Regions from separate parts of the Sus scrofa genome. Here region 2 is linked to region 1. The links are chromatin contacts, called in public HiChIP or PLAC-seq maps. All regions are on one chromosome and are shown on one strand. Each heading gives the region's core, a stretch centred on a gene start, on an enhancer-like site or on the middle of the called end of the contact. The rest is flanking DNA. Distances are from core to core; before and after follow the strand shown. Region 1 overlaps SMAD1 (SMAD family member 1). Region 2 overlaps LOC110262147 (a long non-coding RNA gene).

Region 1 (5,835 bases), core at 757-3,256:
TATTCCTATATTCCCGACTTGGAGGTCTGATTTGCTTTGTCTGGGGTGAAGTACAGGAATCTGCCTTTTAAATAAGTGTCTGGCTAATTCAGATGCAAAAGCCTGAGGGCTGTACTTTGAGGAAGACTGATCTATATTGATCAGCTTATAACAAGCAGTTCAAGAAGAGTCATGCAATTCACAAATATACATTGATTGAGAAAACATTTATTAGGGACCTATTATATGCCGAGCACTGGATGATACAGAAGAAAGAAAACTCAGTTCTGCTCCCAAGGGGCTTATGGTCTGGGGGAAGTAAAGTCAAATTAGCAACAAAATGTTGTAGATGCTGCGATGATTTAAGCCGCAATGGGGCACAAAGAGTTCATTTCCACTGGAGAGGGAGGGGGGAGAAAAACCAAGAAGAACCCCATGGAGAAGATGACATTGGAACTGACACTTGGAAGTATGTCAGTGAGCAAAGGTACAGGAGGAATGACCCAGCAGATGGAAACTGCTAGAAGCTTGAGGTAGCTGGGTGAAGAGCAGGGTTGAAAGGACAGTGACCCCGAAAGATAGGTGGGAACAGGAATCTGCAGTAGGTTATGGAGTCTTAGCGGATGTCCTGTGGAGGCATAAATCTCACAGATAAGATGTATTTCAGGGGACTTGTCTGTGGTACAAAAAGGGACACTCATTGGCCTGGATTATCTAGGAGGTTGGGTTCTCAGAAGTTGATTTAGGCCCTTTTAAGGTAAATGGAAGATTTTTGCAGATACTTTGATTGAATACAGTTCATTTCTCTGTTTAAATTTTCTTCGCTGGAGTTCCCGTCGTGGCTTAGTGATTAATGAATCCGACCAGGAACTGTGAGGTTGCGGGTTCGATCCCTGGCCTTGCTCAGTCGGTTAAGGATCTGGTGTTGTTGTGAGCTGTGGTGTAGGTCGCACACTTGGCTCAGATCTGGCGTTGCTATGGCTGTGGTGTAGGCCAGAGGCTACAGCTCTGATTAGACTCCTAGCCTGGGAACGTCCATATGCTGCGGGTGTGCGGCCCTAGAAAAGACAAAAAAAAAAAAGACAAAAAAATTTTTTTTCTTCATATATTTGTCTTCCATTCATGTATTTCTACTCAAGAGTAATTAATATACTCCTCAAAAATAAATACAAAGTTGCTACCTTTAGGCAAAAATCACAGTAACTTTTAAAAAGATGGTCCCTCAAAAAAATTCAACCGAAGACTGGAAAGAGAATTTTAAAAGCAACCTCCACTCTGTCTTTTCAGTTTTGTGGCACTGAGTGCTGTAGTCTGGTGGTTATGAGCAGACCTTGATCCAAACTCTGGCCCTCGGCTCAGCAGCTGCGTGACCTTGGACGTGTCCCAGAGCTGGGCTGGGCCCGCTTCCTCATCTGCTGAGAGAATTCAGGGATCTGCCGTGAGCTCCACGTGCACAGAGACCATGGCTGCCCATTTACACCTGCCGTGCCCACCCAGAGCCTCGCCCGGGGTCAGTATTCAATGGGCGTGTATGTGCTACCCAGGGAACGTTATCTAATATCACTGCAAACCTTCCCTCTGCCGCCCCACCAGTAAGCAGGCAGAAAGATAAAGGGCCACCTCTCAGGGATTTGGGGCTATGTTTGCATTAAAATTTAACCTCCGTGGAAGGTTCTGAGACGCTTTTTTCTTCATTCAGTGTATTTTCTCGGACGTATCTTGAGGGTAAGGCATTTTATTTCATGAGTGCGTATACTATTAACTTTTAAGTGGTCTTACCCTCTCCTCCACTCTCTCCTGGAAATGCTTCTGTTTAGAAGGTCACTGAACACACACTGTATCTGGGGACATCTGTCTAGGGTAGATACTATCCTGGGCACAGCTGCTCTGGCAGCCTGGCCGCCTGCTCTCCCTCCTCCTGCCCCCACCTGACCTGTTTTTAAATGCTGAACCTACTCTCAGGCCATCCTCCTGTTGGCGTTGGCTCTGAGCCACCTTCCCGCTCATGGGTGACCTCACTGGCTGACCTGAAACCCGCTGGGATGGGGGCTGGCACTGAACTCCGAGGCTCCAGATGTCCCCAAGGCAGGAGCTGCAGCAGTCAGCGGATGGCACAGCTTCAGGCAGGAAGGCCCTTGGAATTTGAGATGCTAGGAAACTGAGAGACTTGCTCAAAGTCACAAAAGTAATAATCATTGCAGCCAGAGCTAGAGCTCAGACCTCTGGACCCTTACCTAAATTCGTTTTCCGAGTCTTCAGAGCTAAAGGGCATTTGTGTACCATGGGGTCACAGCTGGCTTATTTGCTATCATGTCTCTGTGGATAAACATAGGCAGAGACCTGGTAGCTTTGTTATTAGAACTCTCTTGTGTGTTTTGTTTGAGAAAAATAAAAAACAAAAAAACAAAACCTTGTTCATGAACATTTGGCAGATCACAACCTTTTCAGCCTTAGTCTGGTCACTAGACTACACTGATGACTTGGTCATAGAATTGCAAAGAGTATTCAGAGTCTCAGATCTAGAGGGTGTGCGGGAGTGCTTTCCAAAACTCAGCCCCTCCCTCCCATTTTAGCTGTTTCTTTTTCATTCCTTTTCCTTGTGCCTCGGTAACCCAGAAAAGCTGAGTCCAGTCTCAGAATCACAAATGTTTCCTAAAACAAAGATACCTTCTAACACTTGTTAGTTTAGTTTCTCTGTAGACTAGAAAAGTGATACATTTTTTAAAGAAAGAGATGCATAAATGCCTCGAAAAGTGGAGGTTTTACATCACCAAAAAAAGAGGCAGAAATCTGACTTTTTTCCTCCCAAAAGGTCAAGAAAAGGCAGGAAGAAAGCTTCCTCCTTTTAAAGACACACAGCAATTATTAGTGATTTTTCAGTGGGTAGAGAGGTATGGTGAATGCCCTCAGAGCCCTCCTTGCGTCCCTCCGCCCCCAGGATGCACATGAAGAGGTGATGTGGCAGAGCTCAGGGTTGGTTTGTTTTCTTTAACCAGGGTTAGAACTCTTAGAATATAGGACTGACTCAAGTCTGATTTTTAAATGATTCCAGTCAACAATTTATGTGTGTGTAGGAAGGGTTCTAACAGGGGGCTCCTCTTTCAAAGGAGATTCTTATCATTCAAATCAGCCAGTTGGGATCAGCCCTTAAAGGGCAGCTTTAGTCATTCTCTCAAGTTGCCAAGTAGGAGTGACCTTATCAGTGTGCTGAGGAAAAGGGCCCCCACAAGAGTCAGTGCTCCCACGTTTCTGGTTTCCCTAGGATAGAAATAGACTGAAACATGGAAAGAGATATTAAGAGGAAGGCATTCCTCAGCCTCACCCCCTTCCTACATCTGACTTGAGTTAGGCCTACAGTTTGCAAATCCTAGTTCTTGCAGCTGGATAATCAACCTCTCACACAAGAAGGAAGAATTGCACATAGGCTTGTTTAAATATAAGATCGTCCTTCTGCATATTGATTCTTTCCTTGTCCCCAGTAGAAATCTTCATATTGAAGTATTGCTGAAGAGAAGGAGCCAGGACTAGGGTGGGGGTGGGGAGACGTGGCAGAGAGCAGAGCCTGTCCTTTGGGATGCCACACAGCCCAGAGAGAGGCACCTGAGCCTTGTCATCTTAGGGCAGCTGGGGTGTGGAGGCTTAACCTGCCAACTTGCTTCCGCACGTCTCTCCTCTGCCGCGTGACTACTTTCTTGGACTTTCAGACCCCAGACCCATATCTTTACTGAATTTAATTCATTATTATTTATAGTTCAGATGACCATAAAGTTTATTGCCCAAACCAGGACACTTTTGAGAGTGACAGGGTGTCCTGTTAATAATTCCATCCAAGGAAGTCCCATCATGGCTCACCAGTAACGAATCCAACTGGTATCCATGAGGACACAGGTTGGATCCCTGGCCTCACTCAGTAGCTCGGATCCAGCATTGCTGTGGCTGTGGTGTAGGCAGGCAGCTATAGCTCTGATTCGACCCCTAACCTGGGAACTTCCATATGCCAAGGGTTATGCCCTAAAAAGCCAAGAAGAAGAAGAAGAAGAAGAAGAAGAAGAAGAAGAAGAAGAAGAAAATCCCATCTGTTCCAGGAAGACTGGGATTGTCCCAGGGAAACCAGAATACTGACACTTCTTCAAACTATACACGTCAGATTGGATCAGCCTTCACCTATTAGCATCATCAAGGAGTTAGAAGCATCTCATAACTGAACTTAGTCAGTTAGCCTGGAGTTTTCTCCTTTGACTTGAGTAACCTTAACTTTAATCTGCCCAGAAACACTTCTGGAATTTATTCTACTCATCCGTCCCTTAAACTGTACAGGACCTAATTTAACATTCTTGGAAAGGTAGTCATCGAGACGGGACAGAACCTCAGTGGTTGAGAGTGCTCATTGCCTTTGTTTTGAATCTCAACTCTGGACCCTTTCTCTGTGACCTTAGGTACGTTATCCCTCTGGCACCCTTATTTGCAAAGTGTGATAATATGCTCAGCATGGTTCCAGGCTTCAAGTAAATATCTGTGGTGTTAATATGTGTTCGGTAGAGCGTGGTGATCACCTAAAAATCAGTTGGGCAAACATCTCCTTGCTTCTACATAAGTACTCTTAGTTCTAGAGTCTAGTTTATTACCTTAGCTGCCTCCCTCCTTGCTGGTACCAGTCACTTTTTACTATAATTTTCCGAACAGTAACTTGCTAGACTTGTGATGCTGAGTAAGTAGGAAATCCATACATTTAAACTGCGGTACGTCCACCCAGCCCAGTGCAGTGCCACGCCAGGTACTCAGAGCCACAGGTAACATGGCAGCCACCTCTTCCTGGAGGGTCGGTTTTACTTGATTATAAGTTATTTAAGATATCGCTTCTATATTTGATAAGTAATGAAGAGTAGAGCATAAAATGTTTTTAAGTTGGTTAAAATAACTCAAAATGTCAGTGTAATTTCAGTTCCCTTGGAAACCCTGGGGCCCTAGGTAGGTTTACTTGCCTCTGTCACTCATGCTTACATTGGTGGAAAATGTTGAGAAATCTCAGGAAAATGTCTCTCAGAAAGATTCTGAGGGTAATTTGAGAGGGTTTGAGGCACAGGTTGCTGTCCTTGTTAGAGGCTTAAATTGAACTTTAGGTAAATTTGACAGAAATGTCCGCTTCCAAGAGGATATCCGTTTATTTTTTACCTGCAGTTCTGCTTATTAACTTTGAACAGCCCATAGAAGGCACCGTATGTCTTAAACGTCATCAGCACTTGAGAGCGAGACCTGCAGCTCTTTACTTTCGGTATCTTCACTTGGTTTTCACTATAGGAGCTAGTGTATCTGTGAGAGCGAACCAGGGATTCTGAATTGGGAGATGTACATTTTATAGCCCCAGAAGTAGAGAAAGTGGGATAAAACTCTTTTAACTGGGCATGCGATATGCTTTGAAGCTCAGTGTCATGGTTCCCAAACGTTGAAGACGGGATTGGAAAAGGATAGATAATAGAACATTTTAGCCATTTTTGTACATTAGCAAAAGACAATTTTAAGTTGCTTCTTCACATTTATTTTTTGAACGGGCTTTTTTTTTTTTTTTTTTTTTTTTTTTTTTATGGCTGCACCTGTGGCACATGGAGCTTCCTAGGCTAGGGGTCCAATTGGAACTGTAACCACTGACCTAGGCCACAGCCACAGCAACGTGGGATCTGAGCTGCATCTGCGACCTACACCACAGCTCACAGCAATGCTGGATCCCTAACCCACTGAGCAAGGCCAGGGATTGAACCCACAACCTCACGGTTCCTAGTCAGATTCGTTAACCACTGAGCCACGACAGGAACTGCTGAACAGGCTTTATTAAGGAATTATTGGCTTAGAATAAACTAC
Region 2 (5,980 bases), core at 1,784-4,283, 100 kb before region 1:
GCCCTAGAAAAGGCAAAAAGACAAAAAAAAAAGTTAAAATTGTTGATTCCAAACCCCATTTCTAGGGATTCTTGATCAGCAAACTTGGGTGTGTCTACGAATCTTTATTTTTTTAACAGAAATCTATCGCAGATGACTTATCCTTTGAGAAACACTGTTCTAGGGCAAGACATAAATACTCCATTGAGACCCAACCAAAGACAAGCTGTTCCTGCCCCAGCTCTGCTGAGAACCTCCTGAGAAATTACGGTGGGATCGAAGAAAGAGCTCACAACCATTCTTCCTCCAGGGACCCTGCGAAAGACGTGAGAAGGGTAGGCTCGAAGTTGAGAGACAATAGGTAAAATCCAAACCGATATTCTAATATGTCTTACCACACTTTCTTTGGGCATGGGTGATAGACTAAACGATAGATCCGTCTTGCTTCACAGTTCTAGGCAATGCTTGTGGCTGAAACAAACTGAAGAGCAGCTGTGGCTTACCACCCACCAGGACTCAAGCCTGCTACAATGGAGCCAGAGGTTATTAGGCCTTCCTTGTAGGAGACGAGGATGTCTGTATCTCCCTTCCACACCCTGTTCCTATACTGCCGCGCATCCCCACCAGCCCTGCAAGTTGCACTATGGAACTTGTCCTTCAAAAAATTGGTCCGGCAGACACCTGACTTCGATGTCTAGGGGGCAGAGAAATCTTTTTGAGAGTAGGAACTGTCTTACTCTTCCATGTCCACTCCCAAACACAGTGCCAGGCATAGAATATAAACCCCCAAAATACCAACATCTTTCTATACTATAATTTTTTCTTTTTATGGCCGCACCTGCAGCATATGAAAGTTCTTGGGCCAGGAGTCAAATCAGAGCTGCAGCCAAGGCCTACACCACAGCCACAACAACATTGGATCCAAGGCATATCTGTGACCTATGCCATAGCTTAGGGCAATGCTGGATCCTTAATCCAGTGAGTGAGACCAGGGATTGAACCTGCATCCTCACAGAGACAACGTTAGTTCCTTAACCCACCGAGCCACAGTGGAACTCTACTATACTATAATTCTTGGTACCTTCTCTTGTAATAGGGAAGAATCTTTGTATTCTAGTTCAAGTGACTCACTAAAGGGATGTTGCCTATAAGCTTAAATTATATATAACAGCCCATTTCTGGGGACCCTGCCTCCGGGTAATGAGCATTAAGCTAAAATACCTTTGTTTAACTCACAGGAACACCCCAACCAGGCCCACCTGAGAATGACTGCAGGAAGGAAGAAATCAGCACATCCCTCCAGAGGTGGACCCGAACCAGGAAATGCTTGACTTGACTCACTGCCCCTCTCCCATTTCAGTATAAAGGAAGCCTGAATTCTAATCCAGGCAAGATAGTTCTTTGGGACATGAGTCCACCATCTTCTCGGTCTGCTAGCTTTCCAAATAAAGTTGCTATTCCTGGCTCTAACATTTCTCAATTTATTGGCCTGTCATGTGGCAAACAGTACAAGCTTGAACTTGGTAACACTCTTACTATGGAACCAGAGAAGAATGACTTTGCTGGATTTTTTTTTCCACTCATTTCTAAAAAAAAAAAATGTTAAAGGCTAATTCATCATGATGTGGGTTTATGCTTTAGCCGTTTAAAAAGATTGAGGCAAAGTGAACTGTACAATAATGATACAGGTATCATCAAGAGTTGAAGGTGACCTTAGCTATTACCTACATCTGTGATGTCTAGTGGAGGAGCCACTTCCACCAGTGACTATCAAGCACTTGAAATGTGACAAATACAAATTGAAACAAGCTTGTAAATGTAAAATACACATCAAAGATTTGGTGTGGAGAAAAATGTAAATTATCTCAATCATTTTTATATTGCTTATATGTTGCCACAGCAGCATTTTAGATATATTGGGGTAAATAAATTATATTTTAAAAATGTAGGCATTCCCATCATGGCCCAGGGGAAACAAAGCTGACTAGTATCCACAAGGACACAGGTTCGAACCCTGGCCTCACTCAGTGGATTAAGGATCTGGCATTGCCACGAGCTGTGGTGTAGGTCGCAAATGCTGCTCGGATCCAGCATGGCTATGGCTGTGGGGTAGGCTGGCAGCTACAGCTCCTATTTGACCCCAAGCCTGGAAACCTCCATATGCCATGGGTGCAGCCCTAAAAATTTTTTTTTAGATTAAAAAATTTTTAAAAATACCAGCATCTTTATATTGAGATGAGGAAGACAATGAAGGAGCATTTGCGTCCCGCCCAGGTAATACCTGGGAAGACCTCTGATGCAACAGCACATGTTGAGGGGAAAGGTCATTATGTCACACCTCGTGGTGTCAATCAATAGAAACAGCTGCCTTTTTGCTCTTCCTAGAGCTGTAAGAATTTGGGTTTCATCACTTCTGATCAATCCTAATATGTTAGGAAACTGCATTTACTCAAACATTAAAATGTGAGGAGAACTGCCTTGGAAAAAACATATAAACAGGTGTGATTTTAAATTCTGCTTATGAAGAATGTGGCCACAGATTGATAGATTCCCATTTGCTTTAAATGATGCCAGTGCTTCATATTTAGGTCACACATGTGGAATGTTCAGAGAGAGCACTCTAGGAGTACAGACATAAATCTTATCAGCATTTCCCCAAGTTGCTATTTGAGGAAAGAGAATCAACCCTGCAGTTGTGAATGGGAGCCTTTTTCATATTTCCTAAAAGAAGTGCCTGAGCAAGTTACACAATTCCCAACACGTCCATTTTTCGCTGGGAAAGGAAAATCTGAGCGTATTTCTGAGTACTTTGATGAAAAAGGTGATAGGACCTATTGGGAGAGTTCCCTCTGTAAAGAAAGGGCTCCCCGGACCCACAGCTGCTCATGACAGGGGAGCAGCGAGAACATTACTGTTCTTCATAATAAAGAGTTTCATCCTCTCTCAGAGGCCAAGAAATAGTCAAATGTTCGGGGCCAACTCCTACTCCTTTTGGTCACAGCCCTCTCTCACCCCTTGTGGATGTTCTTTTGGCAGCAACGGGAAGAGAAGAAGAAAATGTGTAGACCAGGAGGTGCGCCCTCCAGGAGAAGGGGGAGTGAACATACCAACAGTTCCTGGGTTAGGTGTGGAGGCAGCTGTTGAGCCTCAAATACACACATAAAGGCAAATTTAAAGATCAAGGACACAGATAGCACTGTATCATGTTTCCCCCAGCTGCATCTGATAGCTCATATTTTCATTGCTTTTTCTTAGAATAAATGTGAAATTGTCTCAAGCTTCACATGGCTATTGCAGAGCAGGTCCCAGTTTCAGCTTTCAGATGAATAGAGGAAACAGTGCTGTTCTTCTAATCTTCAAGCATAAAACTTGGGTCTACAAGAATCCCAGGAGTGAAAGCTTTGTGCTTCAAGCACCCCAAAAAAGTTAGGCAAAGTTGATTCCATCAAGTGACACCTAATTATTATCTACACATTTACATATTGACAGTGATGTGATACTAGGGAAATGTTTATTATTCTAAAGAGTATTTTAAAACAGCGATGCTGAATTTTCACGAAAAGAGCAGTATCTTCTGAGCATGTTGACAGGAGAGAGTATTGCATAAAACTGGGAGTTTTGCAATAGAAAGAGATCCAAGCCAGTCCCTTGGGGACATCACTGGGGCAGGATTCCATGCTTAGCCATACTATCAAAGGCCTCAGAATACCTGGAGGAGATAGGATCTGACCACACCTGATGTGATGATCTGAAAGACTGTCTTACCACAGGCCGTCAAAATATCTGGAGTTCCACCTTCAGAGCCATATTATGGTCTCCAGAAAGATCAACGCATGTGCAAATGTTTCACACCTGGGAGAAGCGTTGCATTAATTTCTTAATTCTACACTGGGCATGGGTAAGATAAGCAAATTGTGATATGCCCTAGAGAAATGGCTCCATGGGAAAGGAGGTGTTGGGGATGAGAAAGCCATAGGGACCCTGCCTGGGTTTGGGGAGAGGCAGTAGGCTGGCAAGTGTGAAGTGTACAGATCCTGAATTAGGGCAGGTAGACTTTAGAGAGAGCAAGAAGGGGAAAGTCTCAGGACCTGGTATTCTGGATTGTTTGATGGTAAATTCTACCAAGTGAGGGCAGAAGATTTCAGATTCTGGAAACTGGGAAAATGTCTCACTGTTTGGCTGGGTGAGGCTGAAATGAGAAATCCACCTTAACGCAGCAGGGATGGTGTACTTTATGAGAAAGTCAGCTCTGGGGAAGAAGGCACTGTGATTTCTCTCTGCTGACAAGCTCGAGAAAAGTGTTTCTCAGACAGTGGAATGTGAGCCACTGTGAAACCAGATGGATATTTGTACTTTAGCAATTAGGTATGTTTAATAGCTATTAGAAAATTATGAGTAGCATATCAAACCTATGACTTCATGACTACGACAAACCTTGGGAGAAGCTGAAGTAAAAAGAAAAACAGTGAATTTAGAGGAAAATGTTAAATAGACAAGAAAAAAAAATCACAAGGCATAAGAATGAAGCATGTAAAACACTGTTTTAGAATATTTAGAAATCAATGTACTGCCGCTTGGGCCATTTTTAAATTTCTAAAACATACCTTTAACTGACCTTCAGACACGACACTTAACTGAATGTGTTTATGTTGCCCCCAAAAGACCAAATCAGTGTGCCTGCATGAGCACTTCCTTAGCAATAGAAAATGACTTAAGAGTGGTAAAGTTTCTCTTTTTCCCTATCTTTAGACTATACATATAAGAGTATGTATGTATGCATATGATTATGTCAGTGTGTATATAATAAATACACAATCATTGATAATTTTAATATCATATACTGTAATAATTTTGTACTTTTCATCACTGTCTTTGAGATGATTAAAAATGTATTAACTACAGGAATCTACAAATATGAGTGATAGATGTGCTATTACTATTACTTACTTTCAGTTTTAAGAATTTTGCATCAAAATAGCAGTGACAAGTCAAAAGGCAAGGAGAGCTTTAATATTGTATTTTCTGCATCACTTTTATTGCAGCGTGATTTTCATTTAATACAACATAATAACTGGAGGTGTACAATATGACGGCCTCTGATCAAAGTACGGTCATGTAACTACCATAAACAATCATGCTATTTTCATCATCTCAAAAAGTTCTCTTCTAATCCTATAGTCAGTCTTCTACTCAGAACACCTAGCAATGAACCACTGATCTGATTTCTAGCACTATTGTTTTACCTTTTCTAGAATTTTATAGAAATGAAATCATACAGCATGATGTCTCGTTCATTGTTCCTTGTATTCGTTTACTATTGCTGCTGTAACAAACTACCACCAAGAGCATCTTAAAACAGCACAAGCTCTTTATCTCAAGTTCTCTGGGTCTGAGGTCCAACTGGTGTGGCTCAAGTGGATCCTCTGCCTAGATTTCACAAGGCCAAAATCCTAAGACAGCAAAGCTGTGCTCCTAACTGGAGGCCCTGGAGAATGATCTGCTTCCAAGCTCAAGCAGATCGTTGGCAGAATTCAGTCCCTTGTAGCTATAGGACTGGGGTCCATTTTCTGGCTGGCTCTCAGCTGAGGGCCCTCTTTAGCTCCAAGAGGCCCTTCTCTAGTGGTTGTATGTGGCCCCCTGTATCTCAGCACCAGCTCCAGCACATCAAATCCTTCTCATGCTTGGAGTCTTTTGGACTCTTCCACTCCTAGCTGCCTCTGTAGGACTCCAGCTAGAGAAAGTTCTGTGCTTTCAAAGGCTCATGTGATTAGATTGGGTCCACCTGGATAATCCAAGCTAATCTCCTTATGTTAAATCCTCAACATTAACAACATCTGCAAAATCCCTTTTGTGATTTAATGTAGCATACTCATAAATGTCAGGGGTTGGGGTGTGGACATCTTTTGGAGGGGTTCTACCTACCATACTGCTTTCAGTTAATTAATGCTTTTAAGGTTCATCTATGCAGTGTGTGTATTAACTGTTTATTTTTCTGCTGAGT

What was found. HiChIP or PLAC-seq counts read pairs in DNA pulled down with a chosen protein or histone mark.
Region 2: an H3K27ac HiChIP or PLAC-seq map of skeletal muscle shows a contact between it and region 1. The contact joins two enhancer-like sites. A contact is called at or near these places in 1 of 5 promoter capture datasets (liver), 1 of 47 Hi-C or Micro-C datasets (liver) and 1 of 2 datasets of contacts at active chromatin or transcription factors (skeletal muscle).

Annotation. Positions count from the first base shown.
Region 1 is chr8:82,937,687-82,943,521 of Sscrofa11.1, reverse strand. The region is part of intron 2 of SMAD1 (SMAD family member 1); the gene reads left to right. All of the region lies in intron 6 of LOC102165892 (a long non-coding RNA gene), which reads right to left. Among named protein-coding and RNA genes, the nearest start is that of SMAD1, 47 kb to the left of the region's middle. Within about 2 kb of position 2,006, at least 22 of the 83 cell types and tissues checked have an H3K27ac peak or open chromatin away from gene starts, as enhancers often do. A contact at or near this core is called in skeletal muscle, where this site is marked.
Region 2 is chr8:83,041,149-83,047,128 of Sscrofa11.1, reverse strand. All of the region lies in intron 1 of LOC110262147 (a long non-coding RNA gene), which reads right to left. Among named protein-coding and RNA genes, the nearest start is that of SMAD1, 56 kb to the right of the region's middle. Within about 2 kb of position 3,033, at least 4 of the 83 cell types and tissues checked have an H3K27ac peak or open chromatin away from gene starts, as enhancers often do. A contact at or near this core is called in skeletal muscle, where this site is marked.